Regions from separate parts of the Sus scrofa genome. Here regions 2 and 3 are each linked to region 1. A link is a contact called in public HiChIP or PLAC-seq data. All regions are on one chromosome and are shown on one strand. The core of a region is the stretch at or near the end of the contact, and the rest is flanking DNA. Distances in the headings are between cores, read along the strand shown.

Region 1 (3,236 bases), core at 408-2,907:
CCAACTACGGTCACACATTGCCTTTGGTGACATGTCTCTTTAATCCCTTAAATCAAGAACAGTTCCTCAGTCTTTTATGGCACTGATCCAGGCCAGTGGTTAGGTAGAATGTTCCTCAATTTGCATTTTTCCGATTATTTCTTTATGATTAAATTCAGAGTATGTACTTTTGACAGAAATACTACATCGGAGATAGTGTATCCTTCTCAGTACCTCACATGTCATTTTATCCCATAATTGGTGACATTAACTTTGATCATTTGGTTACAGTGGTATCTGTCACATTTTTCTTCTGTGAAAGTACTGTTTTTATCCTTTTATAATGAGTAAGAAATTTGAGGATAGTTTGAGACTAGAAATATCCCATTCCCTAGCATACTAAATGATTTCAACATCTATCGACAATTCTATCTGAATCAATTATTACTATAATGGTTGCGAAATAGTGATTTCCATAGAATGGCTGCAAAATGGTGATTTCCATAGAATGGAAATTTCATCATTTCTTCTATGTGTATTAGTTGACATTCCACCATCAGGAAGAACTGTCATTTTTTCCCCCGTATATTTATTTAACATTGTAAGAATAAGTAAGCACTCATGGAGTCTTTTTAAAAATTCATTGTGTTATAAACCCATTTCCATTATTCCTTCGTGATGCTCAAATTATCCCAGATTGTTAACTTCAAACTAGATCCGATTTCCTTCTGACATGTCCTTACCTTTCTTTGAAAATCTTGCTTTCTGGCATAAGACCTTTCAAGGGCATTTTATACTTTCCCTCTCCTTGTCTGGAAATAATGCTGTACCTGTTTCCTTGGATCACCATATGGAAGACTGGTGTGGTAATTTGCAACCCTAACTCTAGTATTACCTTGTGACTTTGGCAATTCCCTCATTCCCTGGGGGTTGATTTCTCACCTGAAAAAAAAATTGGATTAGAAAGTATTTCTTTACCTTTTCGAGGTCACCAACACGTTTGGGAATCTAATAACAGCTATCGCCCATCTTCCCAAAGCTGGAAGAGGCAAAAATTTGGACATATTTTTAGGGGTTCGGGCTCCAAATCCCTGGATTAGGTGATCTTCAAGGTCTCTTCAACGCTGACATTCTGTGAATCTATAAGCATCGCGCTGCTGTCAGAATGATTCCCCAGAGACATCAAATTTGGAGGGATTTATATAGAAACAGATGAGAAAAGGATATAAAAGAAAGGAGCCTGTGAGCAATGCATTGCTCAGCCACAGTTCTTTGCCCGTGCCAAATTTAGGACACAAAGTAGTCATAGGTGAGAGGTTTTGGCGGGAAGGTCTCCGGGTGGGTGGAGAACGCCGCGGCAACGGAAGAAGACCCCGGCCCGGCTCAGGTCGCTGCAGCCCTCCACTCCGCCCACCAGAGCTCGCTCTTGCCCTTCGGCTGGGTGGCCAAGTAACTGGGCGGGCCGGGAGGCGACCCCGCCCCCGGCAGCGGCGAGGCGGCGGAGGGCGCCGGAGCCCGGAAGGAACGCGCCGTCCAGGCCCCGCCCATCTGCCCTACCACCCTGCTGCCTGCCGCCCGCCGCCGACGTCGGCGGTGCTCCGGTCGCCATGGTGACCAATCGAGGCCCGGTCCCGCCCCCGCCCCTCTGCCCCGGCCCCCTGACGTCGGCGCACGTCAGCGGCGGCGCGCGCCTGGCTGGGCCCTGCTGAGCGGGAGGGACTGAGCAAGGAGCGAGCCGAGCGGCCGTCGCCCGAGTGGAGCCGCTCCGCCAGCCCGCCGCCCGCCAGCCTGCGCTCCAGTCCGCCGTGTCTAGCAGCGGGGCCCAGCATGGTCATGGCGGATGGCCCGAGGCACTTGCAGCGCGGGCCGGTCCGGGTGGGGTTCTACGAAATCGAGGGCACGCTGGGCAAGGGCAACTTCGCCGTGGTGAAGCTGGGGCGGCACCGGATCACCAGGACGGAGGTGCGGCCCGGGGCTCGGCGGGAGCGTCCGAGGCGAGGGTTCGAGAGAGGAGCTGCTGACCGAGAGGGGGGCTGCAGCGGGGGGCTGGGGAGCTTCGAGAGGCCGGGTCACTAGCTGAGGCGAGAGGGCCTGGGAGTGTGAGGACCCAGGAGGTCCAGGGGTCGGTGAGCGCCGCAGGGACCGGGGCCGGGTCACCAGGACCCGAGTGTCGTCCGCTTGGAACCCCCACCAGCCGGGGCTTTGCCTTCCCTAGGCCACCCCCGGTGGCCACACGGAATTTCTTCCAGGGCCTCCCACCCGGGCCGTGACCTGGTCTGTGGCCTCCGCTCTGGAGCCCAAGTTCCGCGTCTTCCCTGCTTTCAGCTGGGGGTGGGGTGGGAGGGGAAGTCTCTGTGCTCCCGTGCTGCGCGGAGAGAGACGTCGCCAGCCCCGAAGAGGGGACCGCCTGCGCTCGGACTCCCGGGACGGGGCTCCGCGCGGCCCCTGTGACCGCGGCGCCCCTCCCGGGGCCGCGCGAAAAAGGGGGCCGGTGGCCGGGAATGCCGGGACGGCCACTGCCCATCTTCTCTCCCTCCTTTTGCCCGACAGTCTCTGATTTGATGTCAGGCTAGCTTGATCCCTCGCCCGAGGCATTTCCATCTAATACTCCAGACAATAGAGCTGGTTGAAACGGTCATCTCTGCCTTTGCACAGTTGATAGGTTGGTCTTTCTCATCCTAGGTTATCCCTTTCCCAGGTGTGTGTTCTGGCTGTGAATTCGCGGTCCTTAAGCCACATCAGATTCTGCCTCTCTACTCATAAAGCCCTGGATTGCTTCCTGACGGTGAAGCCAGCATCCCCCCTCCATTGCACATTCTAATGCACCGCACATATTTTCTCGCAAGTCTCTGTTCTTACCTAACCCGCCCCCCTTCCTTTCACCGCCTCAAGCTGCTCTCCTCAGGGTCTCTATTTTAAGATGTGCAAATTAAATACTTTAGAAAAACGGTGGAAACAAAACCATTCTTTAGAATAAAACCTTGTATTTTTGACGTACTCCACTCTGCCTCATCGTAGTTGTTCTGGAGTTTCATCCTTTTTCAGTTTTTGGTTTTTTTCCCTTCTAGTTTTCATCCTATTCAGTGTTCCCCCTTATTAGTGCGAATATACTAGAGTTTGAATATGGAATTAGGTAGGGTTTCTTTTTCAGAATAGCTGTGTAAGCTGAAGGACATTTGAAAACGAGTTTTTTGTAGCTCTGGTTCGTAGAAGTTTTGCTTAATGTGAAGAAGTTCATTTCCAAAAACAAGGGGCTT
Region 2 (3,236 bases), core at 292-2,791, 300 kb after region 1:
AACCAGCAACAGCCATTTAACACCTTGGCTGACTTCTGTTTCCTGCTTGCTGTGGTCAGAGGGAGGTGTGTCTTTTCTCAGAAGCATCTTTGTGTTTAGCAGCTTTAGACATTCAGGCAAGATGTAGCCAGTTCTGGCCGTTCTAAGTAAGGACGTTCTTCTCTAGTGACCCGAGGATGAGGTTAGGTTGAATAAAAGCCATTACTGACTTTTCTCGCTAAGGTACTAATGGGGATTTGAGGAGGGAATCTGTGCCTTTGGAAAATCACTCCTGTAGAGTCCTAACTTCTGGAGTTCCTGTTGTGGAGCAGTGGAAACAAATCTAACTAGTACCCATGAGGATGTGGGTTTGATCCCTGGCCTCGCTCAGTGGGTTAAGGATCTGGTGTTGCTGTGAGCTGCAGTGTAGGTCACAGATACGACTTGGATCCTGCATTGCCGTGGCTGTGGTGTAGGCTGGCAACTGCAGCTCTGATTGGACCCCTGGCCTGGGAACTTCTATATGCCACAGGTGCAGCCCTAAAAAGCAAAAAAGAAGAAAGAAAAAATAGAGTCCTAACTTCTCAAACAGTCTCTCACTAACCAGCTGTGTCCTTGGGCAAGGCCTGACCTTCTCTGAGCCTTAACACCCAGTAAACCCTTCCCTCCCATCTGGGATCACGAGGTGTAACATAATATGGGTGTTCTTTCAGCTTCCAGTTTTCCTATAGAAACAAGAGTGTGCACCAAGGACACAGATGACTAGTATTTTTAAAAATAAATAATCAAGACTGTGACTGGAATAACCAGAAACAAAGGGGAAGAGCTCTCTGTTTGTTTGAGGAAGCTCTTACCTAACCCTTTCCAGTGCACCAGGACATTGTACAATTATTTTCATTAAAACCCATTTAATTAAGTTAAAACTCATTTAAAATATGGTTTCACATTTTAGCGCTTATTTTCAAAAGAAAGAAACTTTTTTGGTAAAGACTTCTTCATCCTTGGTTTACCCTTGATGTCCCTATTTTGATCCTGTGATTGGTTTAGCACCACTTTATTAAATGTACCCCAATAACATCAATAACTAAAGCGCTCTACCCTCTCTTTGTGTCTGTCCCTTCTTGATACCCCTTCTTTAGCCTAACCTCACTGTCCAGGCCCCATATGGGAAAAGGTTGCTGGGGGTTAAAAAGCTAGTCTGGGAGTAAAAATCTATGATTCACTCCCCTTCCCAGCCACCTTGCCTTGTGGTGGGGAGCTTGAGTTCTTTAGCCATCAGAGAAAGAGATAGAGAGAGAGAGAGAGAGAGGAGAGAGAGAGAGAGAGAAAGAGTGTGTGTGTGTGTGTGTGTGTGTGTGTGTGTGTGTAGGGCATCCACACGCAGCCATACCCCCTGTGCGTCCGTGTGTATTGGGGCGGGGGGCGGGGGGGCGCGCACGCTCCAGCAGCCCTGCTGTATGTGTGTGTCTGCAGCGCAGGCACATACGCCGCCGCTCCCCACGCCCGACCCCCGGCCCGGTGTGTGAGCGTGTGCGTGTGCGTGTGTGCGCGCGGCGCGGGGCTCTCCCTGACGCACGCCGGGCAGGGGGCCCCCAGCCAGCGCCCCTCCGCCTGGTGCGCGCCCAGCAGTTTCTATAGGAACCGCGACAGCGCGGGGCCCCTCCTGCAGATCCCCGGTGCGAGCATGCCCAGTGGAGGCCGCTAGTTTGGCCCGGGTCTGGGTTTCCAGTAAGTGGCATGCGGGACTCCGGAGACATCCCAATGAGCTGAGCCGGGAGTCTTTGTGTGCACGGGGAGGAGGAGGCGGCGGCCGCCGGCCCGGAGACCCCGCCCGGGGGGCCGGCAGGAACAATGCTAGCCTGTTTGACCCGGGGGAACTTACTGGACGTTCTGCAGGAGGGCTTCAATGAGGTAACTGCTCCTCCCACTCCCCAGCTCCCCCTGCCTTAACGCCTCCAGCCTCATCTCTGGAAGGGGTCCTCCTCCGCCTGCATCCTTACCGGACCCAGAACAACCCCCTGCAGAACCCCAAGCTAAGGTGGGGGTGGGTACAGTACAGAGGAGCCTGGTGAACCCGGAGGGATCAAAAGGGCCGACTGCTTCCAGCCAAGCTGGGCAATGACGTTCCCTGGTAGCTTGCCTGTGCCCAGAAGACAGGACCACGAATTCTGAGGTCATCTCCTTCCAGAAGAAGTGGTCTCATCCCTCTCTGGGCTTTGCCCGCAGGACATCCCCAGGGAAGCCCATGACTATATGGCAGAGGTGCTCCTTCTGTTTGAGGAGTAAGTGGGTGAGCCAAAGGAGGTGGCATGCATTGGTAGAAAGTTTGAGCAAGGGCAGGAGGAGTAGGTGGTCCGCAGGAAGTGCCCACTTCGTGTTCACATCACTTTCTAAATCCAGGGCAGTGCATTCCCCCCAACCACCAGCCTGCTTGGCAGAGGGACCTAAGAGGAGAGAGAGGTTTCTGGGCCTGATTCAGGGGAGCTGGGGTTTGCCCCTTTCGGTGTGAGAGGGGGGACCTAGGGCCTCAGTCGGACAGGCAGTGTGGGCTAGGGCTGGCGGACAGTCTTTTTCTCTTCACTTGCTTTTCTCTCAGAATTCTGGTGTTTATCCAGTTTTCTTTTCTAGTGACCCAGACCATTTGGGTTTAAGACCTTTGTCCCTTGTGGTTGGCTCCGATGTCCTCCATGGCTTCTGAGCCCCACCCGGTGGGTTGCCTTATCCCAGCATCCCTTACAAGGAGAGGTAGATGGTTGGTTGTCTTTCTTCCTTTCTCCCTCTTTTTCTTTCCACCTCTCCCTCTCTTCCCTTTATGGCGTTTTTTAAAGATTTTTTTTATTATAGTTGATTTACAATGTTGTGCCAATTTCTGCTGTACAGCATATTGACCCAGTTATACATATATACATCCTTTATCTCCTATATCTTCCATCATGTTCTATCACAAATGATTGGATATAGTTCCCTGTGCTATATAGCAGGACCTCATTGCCTATCCATTCTAAACGTGTAATATTTTTTAAAGTCAGTTTTTAATTAAACAGTTAACATATGAATCCATTCTCTTCATGATGATGAACCTCACAGGCAAGACTGAGTGCTTTGGCCGCCCCTGCCATCCTGGCCTTTTCCCCAGAGGTAGCCATTCTCATGAATTTGTGTATAAGATTTTCTTTCTACATCTGCACAGCAGGCTCTTTCCTTAATAGCTGTTTTTAATTAAGAAGCTCTGCAGCCTGACCTGCCTCAGATCCTTC
Region 3 (3,236 bases), core at 211-2,710, 260 kb after region 1:
TTAAAGTTCACAATAAGTTAATGAGGTAGTTACTGTCAATATCTTTAGTTCATGGATGAAGAAGTACAAGCAAGTGAGGATTAAATAAACTTAATAATAAACATCACAAAACTATTGAGTGATGGGTGGGGATTTGAGTTCAAAGCAGTTTGGCTCCTAAATCCATACTCTTGGCCATTACACTATACTGGCTCCCATTATTTTGTACTATCAAAAACAGATAATGCCTGGAGTTCCCACTGTGGCTCAGCATAAGGAACCCGACTAGTACTCATGGGAATGTGGGTTCAATCCCTGGCCTAACTCAGTGCGTTAAGGCATTGCTGTGAGCTGTGTTGTAGGCTGCAGGTGTGTCTGGGGATCCAGCCTTGCTGTTGCTATAGCTGTGGTAGGCCTGGCAGCTGTAGCTCCATTTTGACCCCTAGCCTGGGAACTTTCATATGCAGTGGGTGCAGCCCTAAAAAAGCAAAAAAAAAAAAAAAAAAAAGTGATACTTACTTTACAGGCTCAATAGTACATTATTTGTACTTTTATTTGGCATTTAGGGATTTAGGATCAAGTGTCTGGCCTTTCCAACAGTCTACTGTGGGTTCTTTTGAAGCTTTACAGTCTCTCTCAACCGATCATAAAATAACGTACACAGGTATACCGTATTTCCCAAACTAGTATGTTTGAGTGCAGCAACAATCCAATGTACATCTTAAACATTTTACTTTGAGTGCTTGCCTCTCCTCACCTCTGGAAAAACTTGGCAAGCAGTTCCCTGTTCTTAGCTACTCCAGCTTTGCGTCCACAGTGCGGAAAGTTAAAATAAATTCGATCAAACTCTCGGTCTTGCAGTTCAAAGGCATCCACCAGCTGTGTGCAGTCCACACCAAAACGTATCTCGGCACCTGGCGCAAAATTTAGACAGGACGATGTCTTAAGATGCCAGAACCAGAGAAAACCCCTGCCTATCCTGAATGCAGGTCTAGGCACACAGAGGTCTAAGTGTTCATGGTAAGACCAAGGGCAATCCCCAAGTTCCCCACGTGCCCACCCTTTCCAGTCCGGTCAGCGCCACGGCGGGGCGGGGCGGGGCGGGGCTTAGAGGAGGGGCAGAGAGGCGGTGGGGCGGGCCCGGCTACCTCGCTCGCGCAGGCGCTGCAGATTCTCCTGGGCCACCGGATCTTGGGCTAAGTCGGCCGGGCGCTGGAGGCAGGTGGCAGTTAGACTAGTGCGGGGATCCAGGGTCTGGTTCAGAGCAACGGCGAAGGAGAAATTCCCCTCCCCAACCAACAGGAGGCGCCGAGGGGCCATAGGCTCAACTTACGCCGGGCTCGCGTCCCCGGAGGCGCTCCCTTTTTACGTTACTTCCTTCGCCGGTCTCTAGAGCCCCCCCCCACCGGTCGCTGGCTGATGACGCATCACAGAGTCCGGTTGTCTTGACAAACCGGTGCAGCCACGTCCAAGGATTATAGCGATGAGAGCAAAAGCGAGACACCGGCCGTTCCGCCGCCCACTCTCTCACCCCCTCGAGCGTGTTAAATGCCTTTGAGCCCGACGACGGCCTTGAGCGACTTCGTCATTTCTGCATGAGGTCACAGCAGTCGCTAGCGCCGAAGGGGAGGCCGCGGGTTAGGAGAGTTCCAAGTGAAGGAAGCAGGGCCGGGGTGAGGCCAAGGAGAAGTTAGGCTGTGTCCTGCGTGTTCTTGACACAGAGGATTTAGTAACAGCCTTCATCTCATCCGAAATGTCTGCCACCCATTGTCACTGCTGTTCGGAATTTCTCCAGGTGCTTCTATCTCCTACCTTTTATTCATTCAAGAAATAGTGTCTTCAATGTGCCGGGCCTGTGGGGGAGGTTAGATATATGGAGGAACAAGATGTGGCCTAAGGTTTCGCGGAGCTGGTAGTCTGGTGGAAGATGCACAGCAAAAGAGGCAGTTTTGATTTAGTGGGATGCAGTGCTGTGAGAGGACTGATTCAGGGTGCTGTAGGAGCACGCACACCTTACTAAGTCTGGAAGTGAAGTGGAATCCCTGGATGAAGTGCACCTGAGCTGAAAGCTAAGGGAGGGGGGATACCCCTTACCTGAGTCAAGAGGAGTGAAGAGGCAAAAGGAACAATCTATGAACAATCATGATGGAGAAACAATAGCTGAGTTTAGCTGAAATGTGGTTGGAGGGAGAATGATAGATGAGACTGAAAAGTTAAGCACAGACCAGGACATATAGAGGTTGTAAGCCATTTTAACGCATGAGATTTTTTCTTTTTGTCTTTTTTTTTTTTTTTTTTTTGCTATTTCTTGGGCTGCTCCCGTGGCATATGGAGGTTCTCAGGCTAGGGGTCAAATCGGAGCTGTAGCCACCGACCTACGCCAGAGCCACAGCAACTCGGGATCCGAGCTGCGTCCGACCTACACCACAGCTCATGGCAAGGCCGGATCCTTAACCCACTGAGCAAGGGCAGGGACCGAACCCGCAACCTCCTGGTTCCTAGTCAGATTCGTTAACCACTGCACCACGACGGGAACTCCGACACATGAGATTTTTAAATAGGAAGACTCAATTTGTTCATTTTCAAAAATTCTGCTTTCCTATGGAGAAAGGATAGGAGAACAAGATTGATGGCAAGGAGATTAGGAGGCTACTGCATATCAGCTAGAGCTGGTATGAATTGAACTTGGCAGTGGAGATGGAGGGTAGTGGATTAATTCAAAATCAACAAGACCCAGTGATTGAATGGATGTAAGAAGTTGGAAGAGAAATCAAAGATAAGCCCCAGGCTTCAGACCTGGACAACTGAGTGGATGGTGATGTCTGTCCTTACAGCCTCAGGGACATTGTTATTTTGGCTACAGTTTGACTTCTTGGCTTTTTGGACTTTGTGGGACCAGCTGCTCTTTAGTCATCATGCTGTTTGTTGACATCAGTGCATGCATCTATCTTCACAAAGGCACATGGTGTGAAGGCAGTTGCCTTTAAACCTACAGTATTGGCTTTGTCTCTACCTGTGGAAAGGTGGGTAGGTGGTGACTCCCAAGATCATGGCCACCTGGTGATCTGTATTCTTTCTTTGCTTGGAGAACTGGGAGGGCATCTCTTCCTTTAAAGAACATGGAACAACAGAGTCAGGTTTTCTGTCACTCTGCTATAAAATCTTCAAATGATACAAGCTCCTCACCTTCAATTTACTCATCTTCAAAGAAGGTATTGTCTTGCTTCTAAGGGACCAGACTCTTCTTCTAGCTCAAA

What was found. HiChIP or PLAC-seq counts read pairs in DNA pulled down with a chosen protein or histone mark.
Region 2: an H3K27ac HiChIP or PLAC-seq map of alveolar macrophages shows a contact between it and region 1. The contact joins the promoter of DIXDC1 here to the promoter of SIK2 in region 1. A contact is called at or near these places in 1 of 47 Hi-C or Micro-C datasets (liver) and 1 of 2 datasets of contacts at active chromatin or transcription factors (alveolar macrophages).
Region 3: a contact with region 1 is called in an H3K27ac HiChIP or PLAC-seq map of alveolar macrophages. The contact joins the promoter of FDXACB1 here to the promoter of SIK2 in region 1. A contact is called at or near these places in 2 of 5 promoter capture datasets (fetal liver and liver), 1 of 47 Hi-C or Micro-C datasets (liver) and 1 of 2 datasets of contacts at active chromatin or transcription factors (alveolar macrophages).

What each region holds. Positions count from the first base shown.
Region 1 is chr9:39,366,898-39,370,133 of Sscrofa11.1, forward strand. It overlaps SIK2 (serine/threonine-protein kinase SIK2), which reads left to right and starts at 1,658. Exons shown (of 15, transcript XM_021062772.1): 1 at 1,658-1,941. The coding sequence starts at 1,807.
Region 2 is chr9:39,664,913-39,668,148 of Sscrofa11.1, forward strand. DIXDC1 (dixin) reads left to right here and starts at 1,542. Exons shown (of 23, transcript XM_003129869.5): 1 at 1,542-1,890. The coding sequence starts at 1,831.
Region 3 is chr9:39,628,527-39,631,762 of Sscrofa11.1, forward strand. FDXACB1 (ferredoxin-fold anticodon-binding domain-containing protein 1) reads right to left here and starts at 1,461. Exons shown (of 5, transcript XM_003129851.4): 1 at 1,128-1,461; 2 at 737-893. The coding sequence starts at 1,299. It overlaps C9H11orf1 (UPF0686 protein C11orf1 homolog), which reads left to right and starts at 2,992. Exons shown (of 4, transcript XM_021062776.1): 1 at 2,992-3,191. The coding sequence starts at 3,099.